Linked DNA regions of Mus musculus: region 1 is linked to region 2. Evidence: chromatin contacts called from public promoter capture Hi-C data. All regions are on one chromosome and are shown on one strand. Each heading gives the region's core, a stretch centred on a gene start, on an enhancer-like site or on the middle of the called end of the contact. The rest is flanking DNA. Distances are from core to core; before and after follow the strand shown.

Region 1 (6,650 bases), core at 290-2,789, 2.4 Mb after region 2:
CAGGATTCTGACATGACGTTATGAGTCTAGTAGATGGAAGGAACCTGGCACTCTAAGTCCTGTAGAGGAGAATATTGTGGTACCTCTCTTTCTTTCATTTGCTCCTGTAGAGACTGGGATGGGACTAGCATCAGGCTGGTTGTGGGAACTAAGGGGCTAAGATGCTGCTTTGCAGAGGCACATGGAGTGTAGTTCCACATGTGTGCCATAGCAGAGGTGCTTGAGTCCTGAGCACAAAGGAGTAAGAACCCATTCAGCTTTGGGGAGGAGTCCGAAGCTATTCCAACTGCTTTCCCTTAATACTAGGACGGTAGCCCAGGAAGGAGTGTGTTGCTCTAAAAAAAAAACTTCTAGTGTTGATCTGGGTGTCAATCTAAGAACAGATCTGCTGGGTTCACTTTTGCAGGCTCTGTAGTGGATCTGCCCAAGGTTGCCATAGTGATGGTTAAGCCTTGTTGGTCATTCTGGAACTGTGACCCTGGACAGAGAGAGCAGAGGATGACTGTCATTTCTGGGAAGCAGCTGCAAAAATATCGTGATCTCTGGGCTGCAATCCATTATGGTTGTGGGGTGGGGTCGGGCTGGACCAGGGGCCACTGTAGCATCTCAACTATGCTCCAGAAGGTTGTCTAGAGACAGAGCTCTGTGTGCAGATGGACCAGGCTAATCTATCAGGCTGGGTTAAACTACCACACTCAAAGTCCTCACAAGGCCCTGGAAGAGGAAAAGACCTGGCCAGCTACAAAGCCAAACTCATCCCCGGGGCTGGACTACGAATGTCTGTGGAAGACTCTGGCCTCCAGTTAAAGACAAGGCAAATACTCGGAAGAGAGATGACTACACTTGAATTCTAGCCTTGACACTTTCCAGAAGTGTGACTCTGGTTACGTGCTGCCTATAGGTAACACCTTCCGGACTTTACATGAATCCACATTCACATGTGTACATACCAACACAGAAGCCCATATACACATAGTTAAAATAATAAACTAAACTAAAAAAAAAGAGATGGGCTTCATTGTAAGGTAGGGCTCTGTGTGTGTGTGTGTGTTGTGTGTATGTGTGTGTGTATGGATCAGTGCAAATTCTTTTTTTAAAAAGCTTTATTTTTATGTTGTGTGTATGGTTATTCAGCCTGCACGTGTTCCTGTATATCACATTTGTGCAGTACCTAAGGAAGCCAGGAAAGGGAATTAGATCACCTAGGACTGGAATTAAAGGTGGTTGTGAGCTACCTTGTGGATACTGGGAATAGAGCCTGGGTTTTCTAGAAGAGCAGTCAGTGCTCTTACCTGCTAAGCTACCTCTCCAGCCCCAATGTACTAGCATCCAGCTACCCCACTGTTTTTTCCTGTACTGTGTCTACCTCTTTCTGGTCCCTTCTTCCGAGTTACCTATCATACTATCTCCCATTACCCTCTCTTCCCTTTCTTCCCCTCCATAGTCTCCTTTCTACTTTTCTGTCTCTCTCACACACACATACACCTAGATTACTGTGAAAGAGAGCTTGTTTCTCAAGGTCTGATGATGGACTATCAGTCGGTCAGCTTTCAAGGTGGCTATGCAAATATAGACCCTGGACTTCATACACTTTGCCCTTTCGATTCTGGCTTCTGAGTTTATATTTGAGATTCCTATAATCCTCAAGCTGTAAAGGTGGAAAACCCTTACTCTTCTTAGCCTTGTGTTCTTAGATGCACGTCACGAGAAACACCATTTTCTAATTGCCCTGTAACTCTCAGCGAGAATTTGATGACTTACTGTTACAGGGGTGACTATAGGTAGTGAGACCCATCCCCCCCCCTGTTCCATACCCCCCAAGTCAAGCCCAGCATGCAGCAGGAGCTCAAAAATGGGGAGCCATGAAAATTTTATATCCATTTTATCACAGCTATATTTAAATTTATTCTCAGAGCCAGCACTTGATAACTGGGTTCACTGACAGCCAGGGACTTCAAAGCCAACTTTGGTTTTGTGTTTTTTTACCTTGCCAGTCTTCAAGTCATTGTTGTATTTTATTTTAAAATGTTCTCATTCTTTCTTGTGCCAGCTGAGCTCATAGAAAACAAGGAGCTGGGGTTTGACCCCTTACTTGGGCTGCAGGTACGCAAGGTGGTGTCTATGGTAGCAGAAGGCCAGGAGTGCTTTGAGGGTTTCAGCTTTCCCTAGTCAGTTCTTTGTGCTCGTGGCTCTTAAAGAGTTTGGAGTCTCTTTCTGCCCAGGAGAGCAGACACCAGGGAGAACTATGAAAGCCTCACACTCCAGCTTTTGTCCTTAACACTAGGATTAAACAAAAGCCAACCATCAAGGGGAACAAAATTATGTCTGGTGTGTTTTCTCTGGCTGTCTTTGGGGGCCATTTTCTTATCTGCTGCAGAATTCGGGAAAGCCCTGGGGAGAGGGGGCAGGAAAGCCCTTGGGTGTGTGTAAGGCTATGAATGGTGGCGCTTGGGCTCACCCTTTCTCATGGAAACAAGACGGTTGTGTGGCCAGGTTTGCCTTTTCTGCAATATGGACGTGCTACCAAATCAGCACACCAGCTTACGGTTTCGCTGAACGCTGTCCTTGCTTTGGGGAGCAGGAAGAATGAGAAGGAGGAAAGGAAACTGAGTCGGATGAGAAGACAAAATGCGAATTTGGTTTAGTCTGTGTTGGGGTGTGAGATGAGTGCCTGTTGTGCGTGTGATCTGCAGGTCATCAGTCCAGTGCTTCTCCTGCCCCTGTTTGTCAGGCAGAGAGCATCCCATGTACATGAGTTCTATTTCATTTTAAGCTTCATTAGCAGGGGAATACACTTAGGCATCTGGGTGCTCTCTTAGTCAGGGTTACCGCAGTTTGATCTGCAAGGCTAGGTTCATTCCATTTTAATATTCTTTAAAAACATTTTTTTCCTCCTAACTTGTGTATTTGACAGTATTCATCTACATTTAAAGATAAATTTATTTTGGAGTAAATGAAATGAACTCCTCTGTGGACATGGAAGGCCTGTCTTCACGTTGCAAGAGGGGAGAGGGGCAACTGAGCTGTGAACCTCTAGTCCAGCCACAGCTGGTACTTGGTGATGGGCATCTCATGAAGGCACTTGAGCCCTTCTCTGCAGAAGACAGACTCTCTAGGGCTGAAACCAACCTATCAGATAAGATGTTCTTTAGAACACCAGCCTGGTGTGGGAGGGATACAGCCTCTAGATGCAGTACGTGAAGGGTCGCAGCAAGAATATCCGTTTTAAGGTATTGGCGAAGGTAGCCTCAATTGTTGGTAAGCCTGTCTGTGACTGTTGTGCCTGTGTGAGTGGCCATGCTGAAGGATGTTGTGCACCGGGATCCCGAGGAGCTCCTGCTGGGTTTCAGCAGTGCCTATGCCTGTTTCTGTAGCTTAGAGGCTCTTTGAGCTTTGCGGATGATAACGCAGGCTCAAGCATCAGCGTCCGTAGCCTGCCTAATTCTTTGTAAGGTGATGCAGGTCCCTCTGTGTCCTGAGCCTGTTGCCTTGACTGTGATGGGAGAATCATAGTATTTTCCAGAAATGACAACTGGGTTGCAAGGCCCTCAGCCTATAGAGACTCAGCTTGGGAAAAGCGAGGCTTTGAGAGAGAGAGAAGAAAGAAAACAAAACAAAACAAAATTCACACAACCATCTTGCTTCAGTAGCCCACGACAGTGAGCCTCTGCTGCCCTCTGCTGTCTAAGTCTTGTGCTACATCTCATCTCTGTCTAGCATTCTTTTTTCTTAATTTAACTTTAAAAAAAATTTTTTTTTTGTCTTATAAATATGGGTATTTTTGCCTATGTGTATATCTGTGTGCAGATTGCGTCCCTCGATGCTGGCACAGGCCAGAACAGGGTATCAGAGCCCTTGGAACTAAATTACAGATGGTTGTGAAATGCCTTGTGGTGCTGAGAATCAAAACTGGGTCCTCTGGAAGAGCATTCAATGCTCTTAACCATTGAACTAAGGTACCCTGTTAGAAGTGTAAAGATGCTTCGATTGTCTAGATGTTCCCGTCCAGGCATAGGTTCCCTGCTTTCTTTCCTCCACTTGGGAGGGTGACTGTAGACCCAAGAACGGCTAAGTATGTTCAGTAAGGTCCTGGTGGCCTGGAGGAAAAATTCTGTCTGTAGTAACAAGGAACTGACTGAGGGCCTGAGCTAAGCCCCTCCTCCTCTCAGCTGTCACTCACCCCCCTCCCCCAGGTGAGTAGCTAGGTGAGCTGCTGAACTAAGCCCCTCCTCCTCTTAGCTGTCACTCACTCCCCCTGAGGTGGGCATTGAGCCGTGGGATTCAAGGAGAAGGATGAATCCTAAGGAAAGAGATCTTTGCTAGCAGGAGTGGATTTTTTACTAACTGGAAAGGTTTGCTAGATTTTATTTGTTTTTCGCGGGTGACTAATTTCAAATGAGACAAAGCAGTATGGTTAACAGCCCCACTCTTGATCATACACCCTTCATGTTCCGGGACATGTCTAAGGTCATTTGTGCAAAGTCTCTTCTGTATTAAGCATCAGAATAGTCACTGATAGTCTAGAGTGTAGAGAGAGGTGCCAGGCCTTGCCCTAGTGGGACTTACAGTCTGGTGAGAGAGACAAGTAAAAAATCAACCAATAGAGTCGGTACTTACTCCTCTGCAGAAACTTAGATGCCACACATAGATGTATGCTTCTGGGCTGGGGGGCCTCAAAGGTGAGACCCACAAAATTTGCAGGGTCTCCTTTATTGTGTTTACCCATTTGCTCACACAATAGTTGGGATGTTTTAGAACATGGGCATTGAAAAGAACAAACACACACACACACAAGTTAATAAAACAGAGAAACAACTCTTGGATCCCCATTAAAAAATAAATATAAAGGGCTTTTGTTTCTGTTTTCTCCCAGCTGGATGGATAAATCTTTTGGGAGGGGAGGTCTCTGGCCCCCAGAGGTGTTCAGGCAGTCAGATCAGCCCTGTTCTGGCTGCCACATGTTAGGTTTCAGCAGACAGCCTTGGTGATGTTTGTAAACCTCTGAACTGATTTTCTCAGATAAAGGAGGGAGACTGTGATTTATGCAGGTTCTGGAAGTGCTTCTGTGATTTGGATAAAGTTACTGGTAAACCCCATAATATGTGACCTTTCCTTAAGCCCCACCTCCTGTAAAGGCATCCATCCATCCATCCATCCATCCATCCATCCATCCCAAATGTACTCTATCCTCAGCGGCGTTACTTACACTCTAGAACTCGGTTCTGTTTCAAGGAAGGAAGGACAGTTGGGAGGGAAGAAAAGCGTGCAAAGGTACCCTCGGTGACATTTGCATTGACTCTCCCCACTCCCCCTCCCCGTGTACTTGGGATGATGTCTCTCACAAGTTCAGCTAAGTTGTGAACTGGTTAAGTCTTGCTCTGCAGTCCTCCTTATGGCCGCAGAGTACTCAAAGGCCTGTTTCGCATGCTTCCTGTAGGGGGCACCACTCATCAAGCAAAACCCAGCCTGCTGTGAGAGCAAGTCATTTTAGGCCTTATATCGAAGAAACCTGTCTCTGCTTTGAAGGTTTCTAGCCCTGGTGATGACCTTATTCTGTCTGTCAATCATGTGTTAGGCATGCTGGGCTCAGACACAGGCTTTCTTATGGGCCAGGATGGCTTTGTATTGTGTTAAGTCCATCTGCTCCACAATCAAACCAAGGGCATATGGGCAGCAGGGGTGGGAGTGGCTTGTCCACACTAAACATGTATCCTAGGACGGGAATTCTCACCCATGTTATCCCATTGATCCCGTAGTCAAATCCAAGACATTTCATCTCCGTTCCTCCAACAGAAGTGTGTTTTCTTTCTGCAAACACCTTCACAGCCTCAGAAGTTACAGGGGACTTGTGGGAGCTAGCTTCCCTCTGGACGTCTCAGCCTTGAGCTTGGCAGAACACGCTTGTTAGTCACAAGCCCTGAAAAGTGATATTTTCACATAATAGCTGTGTGCTATTTCCCACGAGCTTTCGGGTTGGCCAGATATTTCTACGGAGGTGTCCCATGTGTGTGAAAATGTGTCTGGGGTCATCTAGAACAGCCATTGCCAAGATGACCCGGTGATCCCTGCATGATCTTTCTGCCAGCGGCTCCTTTCTGACTGTTTTTATGGTGTTCAGATGAGTTCTGGGATAAATGGTTGGGATGTATAAGGCCCACTGGGACCTAACCTCTGAAAGGGACATCATGGCTTGTCTTCTTATGCTGGCTTGCCCACATTGATGAGGGTAGCTTCTGAGCCATGCTGAGGAGGAGGGCGTGCGACCGAGAGAGTGAAGACTGGGAACTATCTTCCTAATCCAACACAACAAATAAGCCAGACACAAGTCAGTAGGCACTGATTTCACTTGTCAAGATGAATGCGCTCAGCTCCTAATGCAGGATTTCCAACAACTCTGGGAGAGAGGCAGAACTAAGAGGCCAGAGTGTCCTCGGTTACTACCATTGACCCATAGGCTGCTGCATGGCAGAAGCATCAGCCAATGAGAAGGCACAGAGGCGTGACCATAGGCTGCTGCATGGCAGAAGCATCAGCCAATGAGAAGGCACAGAGGTGTGACCATAGACCCATAGGCTGCTGCATGGTAGAAGCCTCAGCCAATGAGAAGACACAGAGGCGTGTGCTGAAAGTGGCACTCTGCTTCTGCCTGT
Region 2 (6,009 bases), core at 2,789-5,288:
TTCAGATGTATTATTGCAGGAGTAGGAGAGAATGAGGGAAAGCAGGTTTCTTTTTTTTTTTTTTTAAAGATTTAATTATTTATTATATGTAAGTACACTGTAGCTGTCTTCAGACACTCCAGAAGAGGGTGTCAGATCTTGTTACAGATGGTTGTGAGCCACCATGTGGTTGCTGGGATTTGAACTCCGGACCTTTGGAAGAGCAGTCGGGTGCTCTTACCCACTGAGCCATCTCACCAGCCCGGAAAGCAGGTTTCTTATTAGTGTGTAAAGTATGGTTATCTTTAGCAAAACAGCACAAGAAGACCCTCTATAATCTGTATGTGTGGAGTTTTATGTATGTAGGAAGAACATTGGTAGAGGGTATACACCCTGCACCTAGGCATTATGTGGAGATCTTAGGTAACAAAATATGCTATATTTGACGAGGGAGAGACAGAGAGGGAGAGAGGGAGAGAGAGAGGGAGAGGGAGAGGGAGAGGGAGAGGGAGAGGGAGGGAGAGGGAGAGGGAGAGGGAGAGGGAGAGAGAGAGAGAGAGAGAGAGAGAGAGAGGTGTCTTAGCAAGCATCTAAGTTCCACGCTAGGGGCTAGATCAGAATGAAATACATGAAAAAAAGGTGTAGATTGAAAAGAAGGGACTTTTGTGTAGACCACTCATCTAGGATGTTTGATCATAAAAGGAAATTTGCCACAGGATAGTTTGGAAGCAAATCATTGTGTCAAATGGAGGTGGCTACTTTCTCTTCCTCCTCCTCCTCTTTCTCCTCTTCCTCCTCCTCTTTTAAAAGACCAGGAATTCCTGTGGCTTTTGATAATCTAGAAGAGGATCAGTGATGAACTGACCATGGTCATTGAAGAATGTGAGTACCTAATGCTTTGAGGAAGCCTCCCTCTTCTTCCAGAGGACCCTAGCTTCAAGATAGGAGAGGTCTTGTAGGGATAAAAATAGAGGTAGATGGAAGAAATGGGTTAGGGGTCCAAGGACAGGGTCCAAGCTTACTCTATAGAAAGCTTGAGGCCAGTTTGGACTACAATGAGACCCTGCCTCAAAACAATAGATGTATCATTTCCATAGACTTCAGTTTGTTTCATTGGCAGCTGTCATAGTGCCACACCTTTTCAAATCTGATCTTTAATCAGTAGTATGCCTGGTGACCCCTGGTACAAGTCATGCGGGCTTTCTGAACCTTCATTTCTCACTAGTGAAATGGGGTTATTTATAACAATAGTTCCTACTTTTTGGTAGTGCTGTGCATTAATGTACACAAAGAACTTATGGCCCAAGTACCTATGACATAGTGAATCCAAGTCACATGACCAATGATGTCACAATGCCTCCCTAGACTCCAGCTTCTTCATTAGAGAGTCTCAGATCCTTTGGAACCAAGGAATGGAACTAACATGCGACAGTCTGTCAACTGAAAGTTTCATGAGTTCGCTCCTTTGCCAAGATCTTGGCGAACAGTCCCTTACCGTGTGATTGAGGCTCAGAAATTATTTTTCTTTTGGTGATGATCGTGCTGGGCTGGATGCTTTTTGTTGGCCTTGCGACCTACATGGGCACATTTCCAGAGGCGATGGTAAGTATCAGCCTTGCATCCCTGATCTGGATCTCTCATTCCTAGGTCTGGCTCTGCCTCACATCCCATCTGGGATTTCTGACCAAGTAGGAAAGGGTTTTTACCACTAATTGGAAGTCAGGATGTGACAGAACGAAGCCAGTATATTCTCCTCATCTTTTAGGGCACTCTTCTTTGGAGGGGTTAGTGTCCCCTACTTCTGCTTAGATGTCACTTGTATCCAGGCTTTATGACATTTTTCATTCTGTTTGTTTGTGTGTTTTTGTTTTTTGTTTTTGTTTTGTTTTTACAGCGTTTTACACTGAACACGGTGACTAACTTAAACCAAGTAGATGAGTTTCTATTAGGGACATCGGGCTGGGGGTATAGTTTGAGTAGTCTCTCCCCAATCACCACGCACAGCGACTTTCCTTGGCATCAATGAGTGGGGCATGTCTACCCGTAATTTTCTTTCTGACTCAGCCTCCAACTCTAAAGTGGAAAGAGAGGTTGCCTGGTCAGGAGAACAAGGCACGAAGAAGGATCCAAGCTTTGGAGGAGGAGCTGCTGCTATGAGTGAGTCAGGTCTGTTGGTCTGGGTCCTTTGAGCCACACAATGCTCCAACACCGTGCAGGCTCAGGGGGAAGTTTTACCCTTGTGGGAAACAGGCAAACCATAGAAGGGGGATGGCTGGGGATGCAGGGAAGGGAAGAAGCCTGGGGGCTACTGCTGGGGCAAGCAGACTGAGGATGGGCAGTCTGTCAATAACGGTGCCTCACAGGCACCTTCTGAACAACTCCCATTCTTTCTCAAACCATATTAGTGTATGTTAACCATATAAGCTATTTTATCACGCATGTGTAATAACAATTATATTAAGGGCATCTACATATCCATGTATATGAGACTTTGATCCTGTTACTCCGCCTTTTTACTCTCTCTCATTCTCCTCCCTCATCTCCTTTCTCTTCCTACATAGAGTCTTTGTTCTCTCTCTTTTTTGAGACACAGCCCTGGCAGCCCTGGAACCCACTACATAGATCAGGCTAGCATCAAACTCGACCACAGAGGTCTCTACCTTCCTCTGCCTCCTGAGTGTTAGTGTTACAGTCATGTGCCACCATAGATGGCTCATACTGAAATGACAAAGGCACTGCCATCTTGTCATAACTTTCCTTTGCAGCTGCTTAGATACTTCTTAGCCTTCTACCCACCCAACCAGCAGCTGCATCTGTCTTGGCAACACCTTTGTAACCCTAAACATGGCCTAGACATATTAAAAAAAAAACCCTGATGCTTGTGCAAGCTAAAACATAAAACTAAAATAACTAAGAGGCCATGCAAATCAAAGATAATTGTCATTTGGTATCTGGAAAACAGTGCTGAATTTTGCAAGAAAACATGTTACTAGGCTACTCCAAATCACTGATGTGATCGGCCCCCCTACTGATGCAATTGTGGCGTTTGTCTTTAAAAACACTGGACACCTGAGCTTGGGCACTAAGAGACATTTTGGAGGCACAAGCCCACTCTTGATCTGGTCATTAAAAAAAAGACTCTTAGAGTTTTAAATGGCTGGCATTAGCTTGCATAAGTCACTTCAGGATGAAATGGCCTGTCTGTCTGAAGGTCTGTGAAACAAGAATTAAGATAAACTTGAGATTAAGCCCTAACTTTGCAACTGACTGAGAGAACTTGAGAGGTTTAAAATCTTCCGAAAGTCCATTTCTTCACTGGTACAACTGGAGATATTTTGATCCTTCACTATTTTTGTGAAGGTCACATTTGGGAATCTATGTAAGGTGTTTAGTGCAAAGCTTGAAAACTAGTGAACTACAATTTATTTATTTATTTATTTTATTAAAAGATGTATTTATCTATTATATGTAAGTACACTGTAGCTGTCTTCAGACACACCAGAAGAGGGCATCAGATCTCATTACGGATGGTTGTGAGCCACCATGTGGTTGCTGGGATTTGAACTCAAGACCTTTCGAATAGCAGTCAGTGCTCTTAACTGCTGAGCCATCTCTCCAGCCCCTACAAATTTCACTAAGTGAAAATGAGAACCTGTCAGTGAACTTTGGTGACAGTGGTTGGGCCACCCTCAACATTGCACAATCACCTCATTGGTGTGTGTGTGTGTGTGTGTGTGTGTGTGTGGTTTGAGCCAGACCTCAGTGTTTCTCACACTCCTCCCACGGGGAACAGAGGGCGACACCCTTTCAGCAACCCCTGGTCTGGGCTTCCAGCCATCCAACCATTTCATTCAGATTATTTTATTTTATTTAGAGCAGTGCCATTTATAAATAAAGACTACTCTTCATAGTCTTAACATGCTGAATCAAAAGTAGAAGGATTTGGGGGGAAAGTACCCCAGAAGGCAGGGGATGGTAGCCCCAGCCTCAGGTATAGTAAAAGCAGGAGATGGTAGCTGCTGGTCTTTGGCTCTCCCTCAGCCCCACTGGTTCAAAGGATCACATTGTGCGGGTGTAACGGAAGAAGTGCCATCTGTTTATTGAGTCACTGTTTATTGAGTTATGTGACTCTAAGCCCGTGTGCCAGCCGTGAAAGAGCCCCAGCAGCAGCTCCTATCTTCTTTTTGCTCCTTTCCCAGGGAGGTTTCTAGGAGGTTTAAGGCAGCAAGATGGGGGCTGGGTATCATTTCACAAAATGTAAGACTTTTCTTCCTTGGATAGCTTAACAATAGCTAAACTGCTGTCTGCTTAGTTTGTTAATCCTACATGGCCCCCAGATCAACCCAGGTGGTTCTGATTTGTTATTCACAGCAATCCTTTTCTGTCTTGAATAGTTTAAGCAAATACATAGCTTGTGTAAATGGCTTATTAAGGTTCTAAACAGGAGTGGGGGTAGCTCCTTTTCCAACTTTCTTTCATCCAAACAAACCTAACATCCTGGCCAGCCTTGGCCGCTCTAACCCTTGAGCCCCCCAACTCCCCATGTCATAGGAACTGATGTCACAATTAGTGTCTGAGTCTGGCCTCTCAAAATGGCCATTTTAGTTTAGACTAGACCTCAAAGTTCACCAGTCAGGAAGTGCCATGCTGGGCCACCCACCATCTGGTCTGGAATGAAGCCAGGGATCCCCAGGACTCTGCAGATAGATCCAGGCCTTCCAATAACCAGCCCGCCACCAGCAGCCAAGGCGGCCCAGAATGATCGTTGTCTTATGGATGGTTCTCATTGCAGGAACGATGTGGAAGGGATATAAATATCCCCCAGGAGGGGTAAGTGGACTTCTTTACTGCTGTAAGTGACTTCTTTACTGCTGGTGAGTCCCCAGCATTAACACAGGAAGCATGACAATCTAACCCTTAGTGACTTTAGAAACAGATTCTTTCCAGTTTTTTTTTTTTTTTTTGAGAAAAAGTTCCCAGTAATTTACCTCCTCCTACTGTGGGCTACTCAGAACTGGGAGCTTGCCAGGTTTCTTTCACACACAGCCCAGGATGAACGAGCAATGGAACCAAGGCTGCCTTGGTCCTCCTGCTGACTGCTCCTGACTGCTGAGATTATGTGGTGCTGGGATCCGACCAGGGCCTCCTGCATGGTGGGCACCTACTGTCTGAGACACACCCTCAGCTTCCCATGTGTTTTCTTATATTTATTTAAGAATGGAGGTAGAGAGTATTTGTGACCCAGGGTCAACATTAATGTCTGTAAAGCTGACAGGATGTTTAAAATGTTTAGCTGGCAGCATTATTTTCGAGATCAGCCCACTTCTGCAAACCTACCAGTGGTCCTGGTGGCAGACATCTCTGCACTCTGTCAGATCCCCACAGGGCCGAGCACCTCCTGCTAACAGGATCAGACTGCTCCACACCTAAGCAATGCTAGAGCCTCCTGACATATGCTTTTTTCCCCCCCAGACCCCTCTGGAAGTAAACAAAGATGACCCTGGTGAACCAATGCAGCTGTGAAGATCACCCAACTGCACAGTTCCTGTTGTAGGTTTCGCATAAAGTAATCGCACATTATTTTGTCATATTCTGTGTAGTTACCACACTTTTTAAGAACAAAAGCAACATTCTAATAGAGAATGAGGGCGAGTGGGCAGGTGGGCATGAATGGGAGATGGCCACATTCTGTTTGTTGGAGCCTCTAAGACTGAGACAACTAGTTTAAATTGCCCCTTGTTCTGTAATCTTAATGATTTTTAGGCCCAGTTTCCAAATAATATACTCCAAGTCCAGGGTCCAGAGGTAAAAATTACCCTGTGCAGGGATGAAGAGGGGCAAGGGGATCTGTGTGTGGATGACTCGTTCCAATTTGAGATGCTAAAGTGAGCTTTTAATCTTCACCTGAACCCATTAAAGCTGGGTGTTGGCCTCATTTTACCAAGTGACCAAAGAAGCGAAGAGGCTCAGGCGTCTTGCTTGCCAACACAGGAGATTCAGACACAGGATTTCACCAGGAACACCACCCAT

Evidence for each region. Capture Hi-C pulls out chosen DNA fragments and counts their contacts.
Region 1: a contact with region 2 is called in a promoter capture Hi-C map of liver, with 4 times the contacts expected there. The contact joins two enhancer-like sites.

Annotation. Positions count from the first base shown.
Region 1 is chr7:49,422,587-49,429,236 of GRCm38.p6, forward strand. The region is part of intron 6 of Nav2 (neuron navigator 2); the gene reads left to right. Among named protein-coding and RNA genes, the nearest start is that of Gm51447, 12 kb to the right of the region's middle. Within about 2 kb of position 1,540, at least 10 of the 459 cell types and tissues checked have an H3K27ac peak or open chromatin away from gene starts, as enhancers often do. A contact at or near this core is called in liver, where this site is marked.
Region 2 is chr7:46,982,238-46,988,246 of GRCm38.p6, forward strand. Gm9999 (predicted gene 9999) reads left to right here. Exons shown (of 5, transcript NR_033461.1): 2 at 1,345-1,581; 3 at 2,044-2,145; 4 at 4,772-4,809; 5 at 5,452-5,566. Among named protein-coding and RNA genes, the nearest start is that of Gm9999, 8.6 kb to the left of the region's middle. Within about 2 kb of position 4,039, at least 63 of the 459 cell types and tissues checked have an H3K27ac peak or open chromatin away from gene starts, as enhancers often do. A contact at or near this core is called in liver, where this site is marked.